Linked DNA regions of Mus musculus: region 2 is linked to region 1. A link is a contact called in public Hi-C data. All regions are on one chromosome and are shown on one strand. Each heading gives the region's core, a stretch centred on a gene start, on an enhancer-like site or on the middle of the called end of the contact. The rest is flanking DNA. Distances are from core to core; before and after follow the strand shown. Region 1 overlaps Gm4681 (a long non-coding RNA gene). Region 2 has its middle 6.3 kb from the start of Gm41252.

The links. Hi-C and Micro-C count contacts between places; a contact is called where the count stands out from the background.
Region 2: a contact with region 1 is called in a Hi-C map of cerebral cortex, with 2.0 times the contacts expected there. The contact joins two enhancer-like sites. A contact is called at or near these places in 1 of 484 Hi-C or Micro-C datasets (cerebral cortex) and 1 of 115 datasets of contacts at active chromatin or transcription factors (fibro-adipogenic progenitors).

Annotation. Positions count from the first base shown.
Region 1 is chr14:120,135,391-120,139,868 of GRCm38.p6, reverse strand. It overlaps Gm4681 (a long non-coding RNA gene), which reads left to right. Exons shown (of 7, transcript XR_001781467.2): 2 at 3,773-3,885. Among named protein-coding and RNA genes, the nearest start is that of Gm4681, 4.5 kb to the left of the region's middle. Within about 2 kb of position 1,803, at least 195 of the 459 cell types and tissues checked have an H3K27ac peak or open chromatin away from gene starts, as enhancers often do. A contact at or near this core is called in cerebral cortex, where this site is marked.
Region 2 is chr14:120,569,944-120,574,421 of GRCm38.p6, reverse strand. No RefSeq gene overlaps it. Among named protein-coding and RNA genes, the nearest start is that of Gm41252, 6.3 kb to the left of the region's middle. Within about 2 kb of position 1,996, at least 84 of the 459 cell types and tissues checked have an H3K27ac peak or open chromatin away from gene starts, as enhancers often do. A contact at or near this core is called in cerebral cortex, where this site is marked.

The DNA of each region.
Region 1 (4,478 bases), core at 554-3,053:
TCGAGGTCCAGTGGTCACATTCATGTTGTGATCTTCTTTGGGGCTGTCTCATTGTTTCCACTCACGGCTAATTGTGCCCATGTGACGAGAAGCCGTAGACAGGCTGCGGTTCCGGCGCTAGGCTTGACTGGGCTCCCTCGGCCTGACTGTGCTGGTTCCGCTTGACTCAAAGGGCTTGCCTCGAAGGGTCTGAAACTCACAACTCTAGCATTGCTGCGAAAGAACCAATATTTTTAAGGGTCTGGTAGGGGAACGTCTGCCCTTCGTTGTCTGGGTGCTAGTGTGAATTTTGCCCTCTCCTCCTTTTGTCTATCGCATCTGTCCTCGCACTGTGCTCTAACACCACGGAGTCTCTCCGGACCTTCGGACCACTGTGATGATCCCTCTGATAGTAGCTTCTTCTGACTGTGATGACGCTTACCACGGGGCAAACCACATCACCCTGCACCTTTGCCACTGTTTGTATCCGTGAATGAGTTGTACAAGATACCCACACAAACACCCACACTCACACTCACCCCTCCACACACACACACATACGGCCATGCGGCGAGGGAGGGGATCACAACCCAGTGGGTTTTAAAAACCACATCCCTATCTTACAAGTAATAAGAATCAGAGGGAAGAAGTTTTTAGGTGAGACATCCCAGTTTGAACTTGCTGGTAACTAGTATGAAGCCAGTAGGTTTGAGATAAACCCCACCCCCCCAACCCACAATTCCCTTTTCTTCTGGGGAACTGGAGAATCTCCTCTTTTTTCAGGGGTCATATATACTGAAGCTATTCCTGCCCTTCCGAACAAGGTCAAACAAATACACTCAAGATTTTTCAGATATTGGCCCTCCAATTTTTAAAAAAAGATCCATTTATTCATTATATGTAAGTACACTGTACCTGTCTTCAGACACACCAGAAGAGGGCATCAGATCTCATTACAGATGGTTGTGAGCTACCATGTGGTTGCTGGGATTTGAACTTAGGACCTCTGGAAGGGCAGTTAGTGCTTTTAACTGCTTAGCCATCTTTCCAGCCCAGGCCTTCCAAAATTTGAAGGCAAACTAGGAGCCCCCCCCCCCCAGGCTGTTCCCCAGACTTCCAAGCACACAGAAACCGTCTGGGGAGCTGAGGAACGTCAGGCTGTGATCCAGCAGTTCTGGGGTGAAGATCATAGACCCCCCACCCGTGCCTGGGTCAACTGCTCAAAGGAAAAACTGAATTATATGTTGTCTTTCAGTTCAAGAAATCTTCCAATATCATTTTAGTTCCTATCCTCAAGCATTTATAAAAGCGCTGGACCTACATCGGGCTTTTATTACATCATGTCCAATACGTCTGGACAGAAGACTGTTAAAAACAGAAGGAAAACAAAACAAAACAAAACAACCTCCCAAAACCAACCCATACATCCTTTCCTTATTCGCTCCAGCCCCAGTCTCAGCCCTGTTTTGAAATAGTTACATCTTTCAGTTACTTATAGCACGGTTATCATCTGGAAATTGGAGCAAAGATGATGAAGGGATGCTATAACGAAATACAAGGTGTCTGGTGCGCATTGATATGACTAGGAACGTAATTAATGCCTCTTTAAAACTGAACAAAAGCAGAGCAAGAAAGTAAAAAAACAAAAAAAACCCCAAAAACCAAAGCGATTACGCATCAGCTGCCGAAACACTGTGTCCTAGCTTAAACGAGGCTGGAAAAATGCTTCCACAAATGAGAATGGGATGCTTGAGGACTCCAGCCTTTCCCGGAGGGGTTGTAATGGCTCCAGTCTCCCAGACGGGCTGCGCAGCGGCGCCGACGAGCTCTGCTGCCCCCTGCTGGACGGAATGCCGGACTCGCGCCAGCCTGTCTGCGAGGCCAGCGCTGGCTCCCTCGGGGCCCAGCGCTCATCCTGCAGGTTATGCAACACCAGGCTGCTACCAGCTCGCTTCAGGAAAGGAAACCATTGACTTCCTGGAGCTCCAACTGAGCCAGTGTTAAGAGGAAGGCGGAGACTAGAAAAGGACACGTACACGTCCAGTCTTGGAGGCGCTGGGAAAGTCTGTGTACAACCCTAAAAAGTAGGAGGAGCCTTCCTGTTTTCCGGTTAAGAGATGCAAGGCTTGGAGTGTGTGTATGGAGGGGGAGTGGACTAACTGAGAGGAAGTGGTGTGGAGATGGGCAGCTGGCTATGGTCTTCCAGTGGCGCCACACCTCCTCAAGCCCAGCTATCGACGTGGTGGGTGGCAATGCCTGGTTTCCAGAGTGCAGCCCCAGCTTCCAGCTCCTTCAAGATCATAGATCTTTTAGCTGTATTCTGCTTTGACCTTCAAGGTTTTAAACTCTGACTTGTTGAAACGTACCCCATGTGTTGGTCTTTCCTAACTAGACACAGTGAAGGCTCTAGAGATTGACATTTTAAGATGGAGCAGGGTTATCCCCTCCTCTTAGGGCCCAGAAACAATAGTCCAGATCACCAGAGAAATTTTTCTTCAATTTGGACCAACCCTTTAGAGTTGTACTTTTTGGATGCCTCCTGGTGTGAAGTGAGGGAGACAGTTCACTCTTGTCCAATCTGGATGTGGATTAATGGTATTTTCCAGCCCATAAAAGTATTTAAAAATTTTTATTTCACACTGGGTTATGAAGCATCGCTGTCATTCTGACAGTTCAACTGGAACTTTCACAATTAAACCTGATAAGAACTGAAAGTCACCGTAGAGATTCCAAGGCACCGTCCTCTTATTTTATAGATGATGTTCTGGGCTTTTCAACCAAATAAGAATAGATCTCTGGAGACAGCAAGATGACCACCACGTGTCTGTTCTCAGTCTTTGGATGGTACCTTTCACATCCTGGCAGGAAAAAAGCTGAGTCAGCGCCGCAGAGTCGGAGCCTGATTATCACATTCAGTAGCTACTGCCAAGCATACATTAGCACCTCTTCCAGAACTCTCCTCGGTCTGCACAGAGTACCCAGAGACTCTGCTCATGAGAACACAATACCGCACAGGAGCCAAGGAAGCCCAAAGTTGTCCACCCTGACCTGGTGATGAATGTCATCAGACCTCCTTTGTCAGTCATAGCCAACGTGTAGACCGAGACCATATCTTGCAGAGTTTCTGGATGCACAGCCCTTGCCAGTCATAAATGAATGAAAGTATGGTAAGCTATGATGGAGCTCTGCCAGTCTGCAGTGCTGTTAGGACAAGAACTCACAGGATTTCAGGGAAGAACTGTGGGGAGGGGACACTGAAGCCTTAGATGCTGTCATCTCAGCAGGGAGAAACCTCTTCCTCCTACACCCTTCAAAGAAAACAAAAAGAAACAAAATAATAAAACTAATAACAAAATAACAAAAGCATTACCCTCACTTTTCTGGTCTCCCCTGCCACTTTTCTTAGGATACAGTTTCAATAGAAGATATTCTAAACAAGTTCACGTGTTTGAATGCTTCTTGGCTTGAAGTTCGGTGCTCTTTGGGTGATTATGAAACTGTGGTTGGTTGAAGAAAAGGGGTCGTGGGGAGTCAGGTCCTTTGGGTCATAGCTCAGTCCTACTTCTGACCCCAGTCTCTCTGTGTGCCATCTGTTAAGATGTAAGCAAGCATCCCCTATACTCCTGCTGTTCTGGTTCACCTACACGATGACCCACACTCTCACACCAGGAGCTAAAATTATTTTCTCCTTCAATGTGCTTCTTGCCAGGCATTTGATTGCAGCAATTTCAAAAACTAATCAATCTACCTTACTAGTAAGAACTTCAGTGGTCTCTGTTTTATTTTATACCAGGTAGGGCAATGGAGAAAAGAAACTCAGGATTGCTCAAAACACAGCCACCCATACCTGATGCTCAACACGCAGCCAGGCACACCGGATGCCAGAAAGGTGCAGCCCAGCTGCTTGTAAGTGAAGGGTCGGGTGGGGATGTCAGACAGTCCCGGGATGAACTAAGGCTCTGTTCTAGGCATGTATTTATAACTCATAGTTTGTGTGTTCGCGGAAGACACAGAAATATTATCAACTAGTAAGCAGGATTGTGCAAGACTCTGCTCATGACAAGTGATTCCTCACAGGAGCCAAGAAAGCCCAGAGATGTCCACCCTGAATTACTGATAAGACATCATCAGATCGCCTTAGTTAGATGCCGCTGACACACATTCAGAGACCTGATCTGGCAGAGTTTCCAGGTGTATCGAAAGTACATTGAGTTTAAGATGAATGAACTATTGAACAGTGAGGCTCAGGGAGTGGCTAGTGGATCAGTGGGTAAGAAAAGCACTGGACACGTGTGTGTGGCCTTGGTGACCTGATCTACCAAGTAAAAAACGAGACAGTGGGTGTCTCTCTGGGTCACGATCATCAGATAAAAGTCTGCTGTAACTCACTGTAATCCTCAGGAGCTGCTCGGTGCTCCCCTCCCCCATAGTTTTAGAATAGGTGGGTGGGGCTGGGCTGCCAAATGTGCCAACACCATGTTTGGCGGCTGTGACTTGCA
Region 2 (4,478 bases), core at 747-3,246, 430 kb before region 1:
TGAGGGCTATATAAGCAGCGCCATTTTCCGGGTTCGGGGTCTTCCTTATGTTGAAGCAATAAAAGCTTTGCCGTAGAAGGATCCGGTTGTCCGAGTGAATTCTTGCCGGCGAGATACTAGCTCAGGCGAGAACACCTAACTCAAACCCACTCTGCTTTGCTTTAGTTTCTGTTGATGGCTTAGGAGCAAGCCATCAAGCCACCAAGGGCCGCCCATGTTTCTGAGCCTCAGTGGTCAGAAGGAAGATATCAGTTTGATGCTTTCCTCATTCCACAGGCAGGACCCAAGGCTGCCATCCCCAGTGCAAGGCAAGCCCTCGTTCCCCAGTGATGTTTGCCATGGTGGCAGAAATGCTGTGTTTAATTGCATCCCACCCCTCAACTACACCTACTGCAGAACAGACTCATTCCGCTTTACTCTCTGATCCATTTTCCCATGATTTGGGGGTCAAATCATTTTTATTTTCTCACGTAAAGAAAGAAGGGGGTGGGGGAAGCCAATTAAGTTGCAAGCAGATGCTCCAGTCTTTGACTAAGAGGCACACAGATGAGGCATTCAGAAACCCGAGGATTGTTTTCAGCTCCCTCCTTGTCTCCCTGACGCCCTTGAGCTTAACTGCAGTCAGGTCACAAGTATGTTTATGACCAAAACTGCCAGAGTCCTTTGCCTGTGACCTTGTACTCTTGAGAAGGAGTGTGACTCTGAAATTCAATAAATAAATAATTCTGAATACACAGTGTTAGGAGCACAAGGTACAAGACTCTGGGCTTCCCTTGGAAAGAAAAATAAAAGGCTTTGTAGGAGTGGGATGTGGGTCTCTAAATTTTGAGAGAAGGGTCACCTTTTTGCAAGCAAATATCTTACAGTTCTTCCACTCAATAGCTTATATGTGAGTTAAATGAATGCAAAGGGCTGTGTGCTACATTCTGTCACAAAACAAGTCATAATAAAACATTAAATACACATGAGGTCTATACCTATAGATATGTAGATACACATACATATGTAATTTGGTTGCTTATTGATATGTTTATAAAAAGATAAAGAGAGAGGGGATATGTTTTGGTGGATGTGTAGTCAGGTAAGGGGGCAAGAAGTGCCTCTACTGGCCTATGCTGAGGCATCCCTTCTTCATGAGGGACCAGCCATAGGATGATATACTATAGAATAGAGTTTATTCAGGGCATGGGGAGGGGAGTCAAGAGGGTAGTAGAGACAGAGAAAGGGGAGAGAGAGAGAGAGAGAGAGAGAGAGAGAGAGAGAGAGAGAGAGAGAGAGAGAGAGAGAGAGAGAGGTAGAGGCCAGGCATGAGCATGTGGCGAGCAGGAGCAGGAAGGCAAGAGAGCAATCGAGAGAGAGGAGGAGACAAGCAGCCCCTTTTATAGTGAGTCAGGCACACCTGGCTGTTGCCAGGTAACTGTGGGACAGAGCTTAGACAAAATGCTAACACTTACGATCTATCTTTAAGTATTGCCTAAGAGTCGATCATTCTTTAGACCACGTAGGCAAAGTTCTAAACCTTATTCCTGATCTTCATGTAGCTTTAGTGTTTGCATTGCTTAGATTTCCTTGTGGCATGCATCAAAAAGAGGTGATGTTTGACTTTTATGAATAAAGAAATACGTTTAGTTCATGGGAGATACTCACCTACAGTCCTGTGGTGGCCTTGTTAATGGGGGCCCTCTTGTGCTTCATCCTTAGGGTGCATGGGCTAAGAGTGCCCCATGACCTCACAGGTTGGAGTTGGCTTTAGGTTTCACTCTAGAACACAAGTGAAGCATGCTGCTAACTGAAGGGGCAAGGAAGAGGCGCGCGGATGCTAAGATCAAAGTCATCTTCCCAAGGTCCTGATTCGGAAGATGAGGCTCGGTCTCTGTGTGTTGACTTCCGTGCTCAGGCACGTGACTTGGTGACTGCTCGGAAACTAGAACCAGATCTTTCTGATCCCCAAACAGCTGCTTTTCCTTCTTTCCTCTGTCAGCAGCTCTCTGTTCTGCTGAGCACAGCAGAGCACAGGTGACAACCACTTCCTGAAGGGTCCCCAGGCTTCCGTTTACAAACCTCTTGGTTTCCAAAGCCATGACTCAGGTCCCCGGTGCCTAACCTCCTTTTGTTCCTCTTTGCATTGTCCCTTTGCTCTGTCTTAGTATTTTTTCTTTGCCCCTCCATTGTAGGTGACCTTCCCAGGGCAAACAGGCAGATTGGGGTCAGGGTGTCCTGGGGTGCAGAGTCCAGTGGCCAACAAACAGAATCCTGGGTCTGCCTCAGTGGTCCCTGAGAGAGCAGGGATGGTCTGTACCTCTCACTGCCTCTTTTCCTTCCTGTCTCCCCTCCTCTTCCCTTCAGCTCCTCACTCTTCTCTCCCCTGGTCCCTTATCTCTGCTCTAGATGTTGCTCTTTCTTCGATAATAACAGTCCAAGATAATGTAGCTTTAGATAGTGTCACCAACCAGAAACACCCAAGGCTAGCTAAGCAGGCAGCAAAGTGTAATTTTAAATTTAAAATTAGCCATCTAGACCTATTTCAGGAGTTCATAGCTGTGGGGTGGTGACCAAATGCTCACCCTGTAGCAAGAGTCAGAGATGTGTGCAGTGGCTTAGTGAGTTAAAAAAAAATGTTCCTGGACTCATGACTCAAGAGAAAAATGCCATTGTTTCTAAAATAAGCACATTCTACATGCATTCTACATGATGCAAATGATTTCTGGATAACACAGAGTAATTTAAATATGTTTTAATTTTATTTTAAAATTACTCAAAAGAACTTTAGTGGCTAGTAGGTTGGAAAGAACAGAGTGTGAGGGAGGGCTTTCTTCTCTATTGTTAGAGGTGACAATGTTTACCATGCAGCTGGTTAAGGACTAGGGGACCTGTGACAGAGGTCAGTCACTGTGTGGAAGGAACTGGATAAGCATCAGTTAGTCATTGTTTGTAGCTTTACTGTTTCTATCATGTAACATTCTCTTCTAGAGGACAGTCACATGCCTTCCTCCTTCCCCAGATCCATCAGTGGCCACCTCATGCCTTGCTAATCAGTGTATGTATCGTGGATGGCACTTGGGGCGTCATCCTAGGTCATCAGGACAAATGAGGCTCCAGTCCCCCTTAGTCAGAATCAGAGCTAGAAGCAGATTCCAGCTGCAGATGTGCTGGGTTGCTAGAGCCGATCCTGGTTCTTGGCCACAGCGATCTTGTCTATAGCTCACTTCGATGACTATCACTTCCTGGGGGTCTAAGTGGAAAATGGCAAATATACCAAGCTAGCTCCTGCCCCTGGGATTCCTGTGTTATTTATTCTCTTCACCTGGGGGCTGGCTCTGCTTTCCACATAATGCCTGTTCTGCCCCTAAGGCAGGCATGCATGTACTTGTCCATATACTTTGTTCTCCACTCCATATATGTATGTATATATATATATATATATATATATATATATATATATATATATATATGTGTATGTGTATGTGTATGTGTATGTGTATGTGTATGTGTATGTGTATGTGTATGTGTATGTGTATGTATATGTATATGTATATGTATATGTATATATATGTATATATATACATATATGTATATATATGTGTGTGTGTATGTATATATGTGTGTGTGTGAATGTGTATGTATATAAGTGTATATGTGTGTATATATGTGTGAATGTGTATGTATATATGTGTATGATGTATATGTGTGTAGTGTATTATGTATGTGTATGTATATATGTGTATGTGTGTATGTATGTATGTGTATTTGATAGCACCTAAAATATGCTAAGCATTATGGTCCTCTCTAACAAGTTCCCATTGATACCGATGAACACAGCTGCTCTCTTATGTCTGGCATAGCTGTGTCATTGATTTTTAAGTCTCTGTTGATAATGCTATTGATACTGACCATAGGAGGCAGGGAGCCCCCTATGGTGGCTTTTTGTAACCCCACTGCACTTGTGCAGGCTCCCAGGTCTCCAGGAAATCTTCAGGAAGTACTTTGTGGAATGGAACAGTAGCACTCCGTGGAACGAGCAATCAGGCCAGCACCATAACTGGCAATCTCTGAGTGACTCATGGCCCACTAGGAAGATTGTCTTTTCACATTGATTCCTGCACCCAAAAACTCTCATCCACCAAGTGCAGGGGAGGGAGGGGGAGACTCTAGTGAATTTTTAATTCACTCTAGGGTCTTCCAGTGGCCAGTGGTAGTAATGATGTAAGCCTACTATTATACATACAATAAACATACTTAGAAGTCAGTGTGTCACAGATGAAAACCGACCCAGCACAGAGCACTGAGAAGATGCTCACAGAGAGGTACACGAAGTGTGATCTCTTTGCCAAGCCCCTCCCAACTGCAACTATGCTGTCTCCCATCTGAGCCGTGTGTCATTTCATGAGTTCCTGACCAAAGCTGGGCTTCCTCTGGGTGCCCTGCCCCAAGACAAGAGGCACTGTGGATAGCTCTAAAGACAATGACCAGTTGATCAG